Regions from separate parts of the Sus scrofa genome. Here regions 1 and 2 are each linked to region 3. The links are chromatin contacts, called in public Hi-C maps. All regions are on one chromosome and are shown on one strand. The core of a region is the stretch at or near the end of the contact, and the rest is flanking DNA. Distances in the headings are between cores, read along the strand shown. Region 1 has its middle 90 kb from the start of MTSS1. Region 2 overlaps MTSS1 (metastasis suppressor protein 1). Region 3 holds the start of MTSS1 (metastasis suppressor protein 1).

Evidence for each region. A called contact is a pair of places that touch in the nucleus more often than the background predicts.
Region 1: a Hi-C map of skeletal muscle shows a contact between it and region 3, with 2.8 times the contacts expected there. A contact is called at or near these places in 3 of 47 Hi-C or Micro-C datasets (heart right ventricle, liver and skeletal muscle) and 2 of 2 datasets of targeted methods (alveolar macrophages and skeletal muscle).
Region 2: a Hi-C map of liver shows a contact between it and region 3, with 2.4 times the contacts expected there. A contact is called at or near these places in 6 of 47 Hi-C or Micro-C datasets (brain, liver and skeletal muscle) and 2 of 2 datasets of targeted methods (alveolar macrophages and skeletal muscle).

What each region holds. Positions count from the first base shown.
Region 1 is chr4:14,841,760-14,845,584 of Sscrofa11.1, forward strand. No RefSeq gene overlaps it. Among named protein-coding and RNA genes, the nearest start is that of MTSS1, 90 kb to the right of the region's middle.
Region 2 is chr4:15,025,002-15,028,909 of Sscrofa11.1, forward strand. The region is part of intron 3 of MTSS1 (metastasis suppressor protein 1); the gene reads left to right. Among named protein-coding and RNA genes, the nearest start is that of NDUFB9, 86 kb to the right of the region's middle.
Region 3 is chr4:14,931,647-14,935,435 of Sscrofa11.1, forward strand. MTSS1 (metastasis suppressor protein 1) reads left to right here and starts at 1,644. Exons shown (of 15, transcript XM_021088945.1): 1 at 1,644-2,292. The coding sequence starts at 2,221. LOC106509968 (a long non-coding RNA gene) reads left to right here and starts at 2,301. Exons shown (of 2, transcript XR_002343109.1): 1 at 2,301-3,789.

The DNA of each region.
Region 1 (3,825 bases), core at 147-2,646, 90 kb before region 3:
GTGGAGCGTCAGCAAGGGCTTTGCTTGCTTGGTGCGTGGCTGTGTCCCCGGCACCTGGAGCAATGCCTGCTGCATGGTGCTCAGGGACCGTGGGTTGAGTTAACTGCGGAACGATTCTCCAGGGTATTAAACGACTGTCTTTTATCCCACTTGATCTTCATGGCAATTTTGTGAAGGCCGCCAAAAGATATTATGGTATCCATTTTACAGATGAGGAAGTAGAGTCTCCAAAGAGGCTAAGGGTCTTTATTTATTTATTTTTGATTCCATCTTGTTTATTAGTAACTTTTTTCAAACCACTTTTTTGAGTCTTTTTTAATTTTTATTTTTTCCGTGACATTCATTTATTTAAAATGCAGTCATTTATTTACTCAGCAATCATTTATTAAGTGGCATCATAGTAGAGCTTATGCTTAGCCTGCAGATATGTTCATGTTCATTCTTGCCATTTTCTTCTTTTAAACATCCTTGCTCCCTTTCAAGAGACGTTGAAATCCCCAGTTAAAAGACAATCTAGGAGTTCCCGTGTGGCGCAGTGCTTAAGGAATCCGACTAGGACCCATGAGGTTGATCCCTGGCCTTGCTCAGTGGGTTAAGGATCCGGTGCTGCCGTGAGCTGTGGTGTAGGTCACAGGCGCGGCCTGGATCCTGCGTTGCTGTGGCTCTAGTATGGCCGGTGGCTACAGCTCCAATTAGACCCCTAGCCTGGGAACCTCTATGTGCCGTGGGTGCGGCCCTAGAAAAGGCAAAAAAAGACCAAAAAAAAAAAAAAAAAAGACAATCTAGAGGAGTTCGCTGGTGGCTCAGTGGGTTAAGGATCCGGTGTTGTCACTGCTGTGGCTGGGTTTGTCCCCTGGCCTGGGAACTTCTGCATGCTGTGGACGTGGCTCCCCAAAAAGGGCAAAAACTAGAGCACTGACTAAAGGGAGGGGCTTTGGAGTTTGAGCTGCAACCCTGCCTCCCTCCATGCCTGACTCTGTGACCAGGGGCAGCTTCCTCAACAATTCATTCCCTTCCTTGGTTTTTACACCTGTAAGATGGCAGTGGCGATTAGCAGTGTCCTAGGTACCCCATGAGAGACTGCGGTAAAGCCTTGTTATCAGTCAGCTTTCTGCCTGTCCCCATTGGCTAAGAGGATTTTATCCCATCTGTTTCCTATAATTTGCATGACAAAACCAATAGGCTTATTTTTTTTCATCTCCACATATGAAGATATAATATTGAATAGGCTTTTTCAAACCCAAGAGCTTGATATGCCCACTCTCCATTACCCCAGCGCCTCTCAGCATTCACAGATGCCAAATGTGACCCCAAGTCAGGAGAGGGTCCCGGCCCATTCCTTCTTCCTCTTGCATCTGTTCCCAGTAGAGGAAGAGCTACCGGTTTCCAGCTGCAAGGTTGAAATGGAAACCGGCAAAAGTGCAAGCAGAGGGCTCCATTTCCCAATAGCTGCAGCTGTCTAGTGCCCTGAGCTATTTTTAAACCCCTTTTCAGAAACCCCAGTGCTTGCAATGGATCTATTTTCTTAACTGCCAAGAGATAACGCTTAAAAGGAATAGCTTGAAAAATATTCCACGGCACTCATAAAAATGACTGAAATAGATGGTGCATAAGACAGCCTTTGTCTGCAGCAGCAAGGAGAGTGAGACGAAGTCTTTCAGACCCCAGGGCAGCGGTGCCGCTGGATCTGCTGCTGACAACCACGGCTTTGTGTCTCAAATGTGCACTATGACCAGAAAAGGCAAGAAAACCAAACAGTAATTGTAGAGAACATCAGAGACCTGGCATTTCAATTGGCCGACAATTCCAGGAAACAGGGAACCCCAAAATAACTCTCCAAGAATCCCCCTCAATTTGAGCGTTGCCTTATCTAGTAAACCTGTCCAAATTGTCCAAAACTGAGCTAGTCTTCTGCCCCTTCCCTGAACTCCGGAGTATTTCCTGCCTGCTTTGGTGGAACCACCAGCCATGCAGTCACTTGGGTTACAAATTTAGGAATCATTCTCAAGTCTCCTTTTCTTCACCTCCTACATCCAATAAAGGCTTATGAATATTGTCTCCTAAATAGTTCTGAAGTCACGGTCTCTTTATATCCCCACCACCGCTGCCCTGATTCAGTCCTTCATCATCTCTCCTCTGGATTTTTGCAAGAGCTTTTTTTTTTTTTTTTTTTTGGCCGCACCTGCAGCATGTGGAAGTTCCCAGGCCAGGGGTTGAACTTGGCCACAACAGTGGTCCAAGCTGCTGTGGTGACAATGTGTGCCAGATTCTTAACCCACTGTGCCACAAGAGAACTCCAAGAGCACCTTGGAGACCTTGACTAGTCTCCTTGCCCCTATTTTTGCCCTTCTTTGCCAATTTGACACTAGGATTTTTTTTTTTTTTAATTCCAAATCTTATGTCATCTCTTGCTTAGAATCTTTCAGGGTGACCTCATTAGACAGACCACACTCTTTTTTTTTTTGTCTTTTTAGGGCTGCACCCGAAGCATATGGAGGTTCCCAGGCTAGGGGTCTATTCGGAGCTGTAGCTGCCGGCCTACACCAGAGCCACAACCATGCCAGATCCGAGCCATGTCTGCAGTCTACACCACAGCTCATGACAACACCGGATCCTTAACCCACTGAGCAAGGCCAGGGATCAAACCCTCAACCTTGTGGTTCCTAGTCAGATTTGTTTCTGCTGTGCCACGATGGGAACTCCAAGACAGTCCACAATCTTTAGCAGGGCGCACAAGGTCTTCCCGGGAGCTGCCACTGTAATGTCTTCCCCCAGCCCTGCTATAAGCTACCTTGTATTTATGCTCCAGCAACATCCAGCACCTGTAATTTTCCACACATCATGTTATTTATTCCTCCATGCCTTGGTTTATGCCATCTCCCCTGCCTGAAATGTCATTCATTCCTAGTTTTTAACAGGGAATACTTAATAGGCAGATGCTATGAACATAGCAAAGTGGACAAGATCTAAATTTACAGCTTGATGCATTTTTACAGAATCGACATACCAAAGTAACGACTGTGTAAGTCAAGGATTTGAATTTTTTAAAAATTATTTTTATTTATTTTTTTATTTTTTTGTCTTTTTGCCATTTCTTGGGCCACTCCTACGTCATGTGGAGGTTCCCAAGCTAGGGGTCGAATCGGAGCTGTAGCTGCCGGCCTACACCAGAGCCACAGCAACGCGGGACCCGAATTGCGTCTGCAACCTACACCACAGCTCACGGCAACGTTGGATCCTTGATGCACTGAGCAAGGCCTGGGATGAACCCGAAACCTCATGGTTCCTAGTCAGATTCGTTAACCACTGAGCCATGGTGGGAACTCCGAGGATTTGAATATTATCAGCAGCTCAGAAACCTCCTTGCTGCCCCCTCTCAGTACCACCCCCTAAAAGGCAGCCAGTGTTCTGACTTCATTCCAAATTGGTTCCTTTAGCCCAATTTTGAACTTTGTTTAAACGGAGTCATGTAATGTATGTTTTTTTCTCTGGCTTCTTTTATTTAATATTCTGTGAGCGTCACCCATGTTGTTGCGTCAGGCAGCAGTGTGTTCTTTTTTCTTATCTTAAACAGTATTCTGTCATATAAGTATACCACAATGCATTCGGTCTAATGTTGTTGGAAGGATGAGTAGTTTCCAGGTTTTAGCTGTTAACAAAAGTGTTGCCGTGAGCATTCTTTTACATTTTGGGGTAAGTGTATGTATGCATTTCTGCTGAGTAGAATTGCTGGATTGCACGATATACATATAAACGTACTATGCGTTGCCAGTTAGTTTTCCAAAGTCATTGTACCACTTAACACTCCCACTCACAATATATGAG
Region 2 (3,908 bases), core at 645-3,144, 94 kb after region 3:
GCATCCCTCATTCGGGCCTGGCCGTGAGTGACAAATCCTTTACTGTCAGCATCCCGAACCTCCCTCGATTCTATTTGCTTCTCTCATAACCACTCCATTTCCCTGTTCTCTTTCACAGAATAGATCTTTGGGAGGGATTAGATTAATTCACTTTAAAATCTAGCCACTTAAACTTTGTTTTGAGGGACAAGAATGGCTCTTTAGAAAAGCAGGAACGGGAATTCTCATTGTGGCTCAGTGGGTTAAGAACCCTACTAGTGTCTGTGAGGATGCGGGGACATCCCTGGCCTTGATCCCTGGCCTCAGTCAGTGGGTTTAGGTTCTGGCATTGCTGTGAGCTGCAGTGTAGATCACAGATGAGGCTCGGATCCCGTGTTGCCGTGGCTGTGGTGTAGGCTGGCAGCTGCAGCTCTGATTCAACCCCTAGCCTGGGAACTTCCATATGGCCCCAGGTATGCCCCTAAAGAAAATGAAAAGCATGAACAAGTGTACTTGCTTTAGCGTGTATAGTCCCGGAGCCTGGTGCTTAATTCTAGCCCATAGCAGGGCCACAGTTTCCTAGTCTTTGGGGTTATGTCTGAGCCTTTGGGTTGTTGTGATATTAGAGCAGGAGGACCGTGTAAGGTACAGGGCACGTCCCGCAGGAGATTGGAAGATCATTCCTTTCTTGGCCATTTCCATGGACGCCAGAGGAGAGTCTCATCTTAGTTCTGAGTTCTAGACCTTTGAATTTTCAGATGGTGTAAACCAGTCTTGAAAGATCAAGTCAGTGGAGTCGTTTGCCATTGGCTCTCTGCCCACTGAACATGCTGAGGGTTGGTTCCTCTAACGAGGCTCCAAGGCCATGGCACAGGGTCCCGGGGCCCTTATGCCAAGACATGAAGCAGCCCCTCTCCAGGGCACCCTCCCCAGTGGTGATGGTGCTCACTGTCCAGGAATTCTCGGAGACTTTCTGCGAGCTCCGAGGCTCTGGGCGACAGGTGGGTGTGCATTTCCTTAGCAGGGATCATGAGGCCTCAGTGATCACAGCTAAGTGAACAGGGAAGGCTCTCGGGCAAATAAAGCTTCACTTGTCACAGCTGTCAACATGATTGTGTCACACTGGCTGCCCTTTGGAAAATTTTTTTGGAGGTAAGCTCCCCGAGTTCATAACCTTTGTTTCATTTTTCCTTGCCTTCAGAGTTTCAAAACGTGTTTAATAAAAAAAGAAAGCAAGAAAGCTGCCAGAACTTTGAATAAGCCCAGGGACCTGTGTCCGAGGCTGCTTTGGACTTTTGTGTCGCAGCCCGAGGAGTCTGGAAAACCAACGCACTTACCTTTGTGTCTTCCGAGAGCTGGTGTTCAGGAGCTTCCTCAGAGACCCGTTTGATCCCTGGTGTATGTACTGGGCATTTAATTTGGCCTCAGTGAGAGGACAGGTGCAATACAGGCGATAACAGCTCGGGACACCCACGCCCCTGTCTCCTGGGTCTCGCGCTTGTGGAGGGTGTCAGGATGAATAAGCCTATTGCCCCAGATGCGAGCAGCCTAGCGTGGCAGAAGGGAGATCACCCACAGTGGGTGACGGTCGTCAGGATTTGCCTGCACCCTGGCTAGAAGGACGAGGGGTGGGGGTGGGGGGATTGTATAGGAACAGAGGTGTTAGGACCTTTGGCTGGGTTATGTCAGGCCTCACACATGTCTCTGTTTACATGTAAATTTTCAGCTGAGCTTTGTAGCAAAGAAATCCCATGTCTTCTGAAACTTTGGGGACCACAGCCATGTTTTAGGACCTGCTAGCTAAGGGAAGGCACGGCCAGCACCCTCTCACCTTACTGAGGTGTGTTCACTTGGATCTTGTTGTCCAGGCAAACCAGAGCAGCTCTGTCCTGTGGCTGGTTCTCCGTGTTTGTCTGTTTCCTCCTCTCAAGGGCTGCTCCTTAGTCTTCTCTTCTCACTTTGTCATCCCCAAGTGAGGTTGACTTATAGAAAGAAAGCGAGAGGAGGGAAGTGAGAGTTGGAGGGTTACGAAGTGGGTGTTTAATGGAACGTCTCTTGTGTTCCAAGGCTCCGAGCTAGAGAGGTGTTCGGCATTAACAAAAAAATCCAGGGAGGTAGTGCCGTGTTGAGAATGGGCGGTGTTTGTTCCCTTTTAGTAAATGAGGAAACAGGGGCCAGTTCCGCTGTTTTGTAAAGAAGCAAACAGTTGAGGGTTTGTTATTTTGTACAAACAGAAGTCATTAGGGCTTTTTAAAATCATTTGCTGTCTTTTAAAGTTGTTGCGTAGAACAGTGTTTGTCAAGCACTAATATATGTCAGGCAACCCTTGGAATCTGGTAAGACGCAGGTTCTGATTCAGCCAGTTTGGGGTGGGGCTGGGAATGCTCCATTCCAGGGACCAGTGTTGAATACCAAGGGCATGGACTGTATACCTTCCAACAGCTGGGGAGAAAAGGGATTTATTTATTTTCTTTTTCAACACATGAAAAAAAAAAACCTTTTGAAATTAAAGTGTAATTGATTTACAGTGTTGTGCCAGTATCTGTTGTCCAGCAAAGTCACCAGTCATACATCTATATACATTCCCTTTCTTACATCATCTTCCATCATGGTCTATCCCACGAGCCTGGACAGAGTTCCCTGTGCTTATCCATTCTAAATGGAATAGTTTGCATCTGCTACCCAGAGTCCCAGTCCATCCCACTCCCTTCCCCGTCTCCCCTGGCAACCACAAGTCCGTGCTCTACGACCATGAGTCTGTCTCTGTTTCGTAGAGTGGTTCATTTGTGCCCCATTTGAGACTCCACATGCAAGGGGGGATCATATGGTTATTTTTCGTCCTCTTTCTGACTGACTTAGTATGAGAATCTCTAATGGCATCTGAGAAGAGGCATTTAGGTCAAGGAAATTTGAAGGCTCTAGTCAGCTGAGCACAAAAGTCAGACTTGGTGCCTTTTATTTTTCCAGGTGTCATAACTCCTTCGGTAAGAGGTATGTCCTCAGTGATGGAGAGCTCTTCACGTTTGTAAATATTTCTGCAGAGTGGTTTGAGAGGATGATGAAGGGAAAGTACAAAGAGACAGAAGGGATTGGGACTTTTTATGTCTCTTATCTAAGGACTGGCGTGTACAGTAACCTTCTTACTGGTCTCAGTGGGAGTGACCTAGAGAAGGTCATGGCCATCTCGTCCTTTTGAGGAAGGTCTGCTTTCATACATAAATTCGGATGGATCACAGCTTCAAGTGTGAGAGTAGTAATTGCATTAATTACTCTTGGAAGTTAATTTCACTTTGCTCCATTATTGTGGCCATGGCTCCGCTCTTCTGGGGAAACCCTTTCTAGAACCACCATCAGAACTCGGCACAGACATCAAATTAGAATCAATAAATTATTTTAAAAACCATTCATTGTGGTCAGTTTTTCCCCACCCTAAGAGTGGGCCTCAGTTTTCCTTTGAAGAAATAGGAGTTGGAGGAGTTCCTGTCGTCGTGCAGTGGTTAACGAATCCGACTAGGAACGATGAGGTTTCAGGTTCGATCCCTGGCCTTACTCAGTGGGTTAAGGATCTGGCGTTGCCGTGAGCTGTGGTGTAGGTCGCAGATTCAGCTTGGACCTGTGTGGCTGTGGCTGTGGTGTAGGCCGGCGGCTACAGCTCCAATTGGACCCCTAGCCTGGGAACCTCCATATGCCGTGGGAGCGGCCCTAGAAAAGGCAAAAAAAAAAAAAAAGACAGGGTTGGTGACAAAGCTTCTTGGCACTGTGGTCAGAATGTGCAGGTGACTGTGAAGTAGTCCCAGAAAGGGCTTTTCCTCAGTGACTTATAAACCTAATTCTGAACACTGTTCTTAAATATACATTCCCGAAAGGTTTTGACCAACAGCAGGTGTGTTAAAGTGTTGGCTCCTAAAACAACAGGCGTCCTTTGGTTG
Region 3 (3,789 bases), core at 394-2,893:
GTCTTTTTAGGTCTACACCCATGGCATATGAAGGTTCCCAGGCTAGGGGCTGAATAGGAGCTACAGCTGCTGCCCTACGCCACAGGCACAACAACTCAGGATCTGAGCTGAATCTTCAACCTACACCACAGCTCACAGCAATGCTGGATCTTTAACCTACTGAGCAAGGCCAGGAATCAAACCCGCATCCTCATGGATACGAGTAGGGTTTGTTAACCACTGAGCCATGACGGGAACTCCCCAATAGTGGGTATTAAACTGGGGTTTGAACCCAGGAAATCTGGCTCTACAAGCAGCGATCCTGATTAGTATAATACCGTTAGCATTAAAATCATAATAATGAATATGATTAAGAGTCAACTATCTGTCAAGCACTGTTATTGACAAAGTGAAGATGAAACCTTATGCATCCAAATGACCTTGGAGACAGAAGCCAGTAGGTTGCCCAAGAGATCAGAATTCCAGAAGTAACACCCCTCATGATTTGGGGAAGAGGGGTGGAGAGGGGGGTTGTGGTTAAGAGTGGGGCAGAGTGGCCCAGGGGAAAATGATTTTCTGCAGCTGATCTGCAGCTCCATGCATTTCTTTGGCTCAAGCCGTTTTCAAAGCCAGCTTTTTCCTATTTCTGAGTCTGATATAAGTCTCTCCAGCATTTTGCACGTGGTTCCTCATTACCTTCCTTCCCACACACCTATTTTCTTTTTGTCCTGCTTTGTGCTTCAAACCCAGCTCAAAGCTCAAGGGTCAAGGGAACAGCCCAGACTCGGGGGCTTACGCTTGAAGGTCTTTCAAAAGCTTTTTATTTGATTCCCCTCCTCCTTGCCTAGTTGATATTGATCTAAATGAGGGATCTCTGTGCAGTTAGGCGGTGGAATTGGGTAAATGAACCACCAACCCCCAAATCAACCTGGGCCCACTTGTGCTTTTTCCAGGTTAAACCTCTCCACCAGGCTCATTGCAGTGACGCCAACACCCGATGTCTTCAGTGCGCCTGGAAAACAACGGTCCAAGGCACGAGCAGTCAGCAATCTCTATAAAGTAATGAAAATAGCACATGGAAGTTCTAACGCTATTTATTTTGCAATGTCAAATCAATCCACTTTCCCAGCGTCCGGCAACTTGATTGAACTGGGCATCCCGCTGCAGGATACGCCTCCGAACTCTCCTTAATTACATATTCGGCTGTTTGCAATCAAGACTTGGCGTAGCAGTTCTGATAACACAGAACGAACGGGCCTCTTCTCGGAAGCCTGCAGTAGCAGCGGCGGCAGCAGCAACGGCAGTTTTCCCGCCCTATCGAGCGCTCCCTAGATGCGAGGTACTGCGCTAAGCGTGCCAGCGTGCTTGTCCCCGAGGTCGGCGGCTGCACCCTCCGTGCCGGGCGCTTGCAGCCATTGTCGGGTGGGCGCCTAACCGCGTGCCGACACGCCCTCTCGGCTCCGCAACCAGCCGCCTAGGAGAAAGGGGGCTGCTCGGCGCAGGAGGCTCCCACAGGGGCGGAATCCTTCTCGCACCGCTAGCACGCTCACCCGCCAGCCGGCTCCTCTCCGAGGCCGGCGCCCCACGCGCCTCCCGGGCACGCGCTCCCAGCCCCGCCCGCGTGCGGCGGACGCACGGCCCCGAGAGCGCGCCCTCCCCGCGCCGGACGCACGGCCGCGAGCGCGCGTGCGCCCCTGCGAACGTCCCCGGGAGCCCAGCTGGAGCGAGCGCCCGGGCCCGGCGCGCAGGACTGAAAAGGAGGCGGCGGCCGTGGCTGCGAGCAACAGATCCCGGCGTCTCGAGCAGACCCGTTCTTGCAGCTGGGCGATTTTTTTTTTTTTTTAATTTCAAGAACGTTTGTTAAATTAGAAAATCTTGCATTTTTAAATGGCGCTGGCCCCGGGTCAGCGGGCGGTTTTCTCTTTTTCAAGATGGGCTTTGCTGTTTCTGCCGTGGGCACCAGTGGTGGCCTGATTGTCAGTCTTGTCCGGGCATTTTTAAGGCCAGGAGCAGAGCACTGCATGTAGGCGCCCTACAGAGCGGTTTGGCTTTTTAAATTATTTTATTATTTTGGGCAGAGAACAGTCGATCTCGGGCATTTCGTCCTCTTTGCACAAGAGGCTGCGAGTTGGAGGTGGGTCGCTCGGAGGGTGAAATTACTCCCGGGGTGAGCGATCCCCAGCTCCGCACACAGTCCAGGCGGCCCCGAGTGTGTGTCCTGTCCCTGCTGGCGCTGGGAAAATGGAGGCTGTGATTGAGAAGGAATGCAGCGCGCTCGGAGGCCTCTTCCAGACTATCATCAGCGACATGAAGGTAGGACGCCGGGGGCGCGGCTGCGGCGGCGGCGGCCGCCGTACAGTGACCTCGCTACCAGGCTTCGCCTCCGCCCCGGGCCAGCCGCCGGGCCCTTGCCTGCGCGGTGGCCGCCGGCCACCTGCGGGAGCGCTCCGGCCCGGATGTCACCTGCTCACCCGGGGCGCCGCTCCGGGCTAAGCTGGGTCACCTGGCGGGCGGCTTCTCTGGGGGTATCTGATGCCCTCTGCCCTGTCCCCCGCTCATTGTCCCAGGGGGCGGCACCATCTCGTTTCCCTGGGGGCCAAGGGCCCCGGCTCCAAGTTTTCTATTGTCTGTCGCTGGACGGAGTGTCTGCGACCCGCAGAGGCTAGATGCCTGGGCGGACACCTGATTCCCTGGGGTTCGGGGTGGAGGCGCCTGGCGTGGTAGTGGGGAGAGCGTGGGAGCTCTGCCCAGCGGTGGGAAGGAGCTCCCCGGCCCATGAGACTGAGAGGGCTCCCACGTTGGCTTTCAGATTCACCTGGAGGTGATCGGAGCAAATTAGGTATTAATTAGGCTCTTCCAAACCTGGTGAAGGTGTGCATACCTCCCCTCAGCCCTCCCCGGGGCGCGGAGCAGAAGTTCCGAAGCAGTCTTGCGGTGGGGGAGCTGAATGGGGGCTCTTCCTCTGGATGAGGATCCCAGCCTGAAGGCAAGACTAGGTCGCCTTAAACAACTGTATCCCCCACCCACCAAGAGACATAGACTCCAGGTTTTCGCTTGGAAGGATTGTGAGCACTGTGTGTGTGTGTGTGTGTGTGTGTGCGCGCGTGTGTGTGCTTGCGCGCACGGGCGCGCGTGTGTGTTGGGGGCGGGGAACAACACCCTGGCTTTTTCCTGCAAAGGGTGGGACTGGGGATGACCAGCTCCTTGGAGGTGGATTTTTCTGTGCATAGAGATGGACCAGGGCCCTGTGTTACTAATCCAAAGGAAATATAACCAGCCGTGAGAGCTGGCTGGAGGTGGGAATTGGGGGCGGTGGGGAGATTTTTTTTTTTTTTTTTAATGTGTATTTAGGGAGCTTCTCTGGCTCCAGCCCAGCCCCAGTTTGCCTCAACAGATCCGGGGAGGTGGTGTTTAATTAAAAGCTCGGCTTCCAAAACGAGTGGGTAGGTTTGGAAAGCTGTGCAGCGAGTGGGTGTGGACAGCCCCTCTCCAGCCGCTGCCTGGGCGCCTGGAGGAGCTTTTGTCTGTTGAAGTGTAAGGTTTGGAGAGGGTTGGGCCTCTGAGATGGACTTCGGGAAGGAATGCTCAGCTGTCATGGCCTGCGTTGCCCTCTTAGAACCAACTGCCACCTCACACAGGGTGAACTTTTCCAAGGTGCCTGCATCCTGTCTTGTCCATTTTGAAATCCTTCTGCAGAGCCTATGCCTTTTGTCAGAAATTGATATTCGTGTTGCGTTATCTTCAGCGAGACCCTGCTTGCCCAGGAATGCCTCTAATCCAGCCCCTTGGAATTAGATGGATTATTCCCTG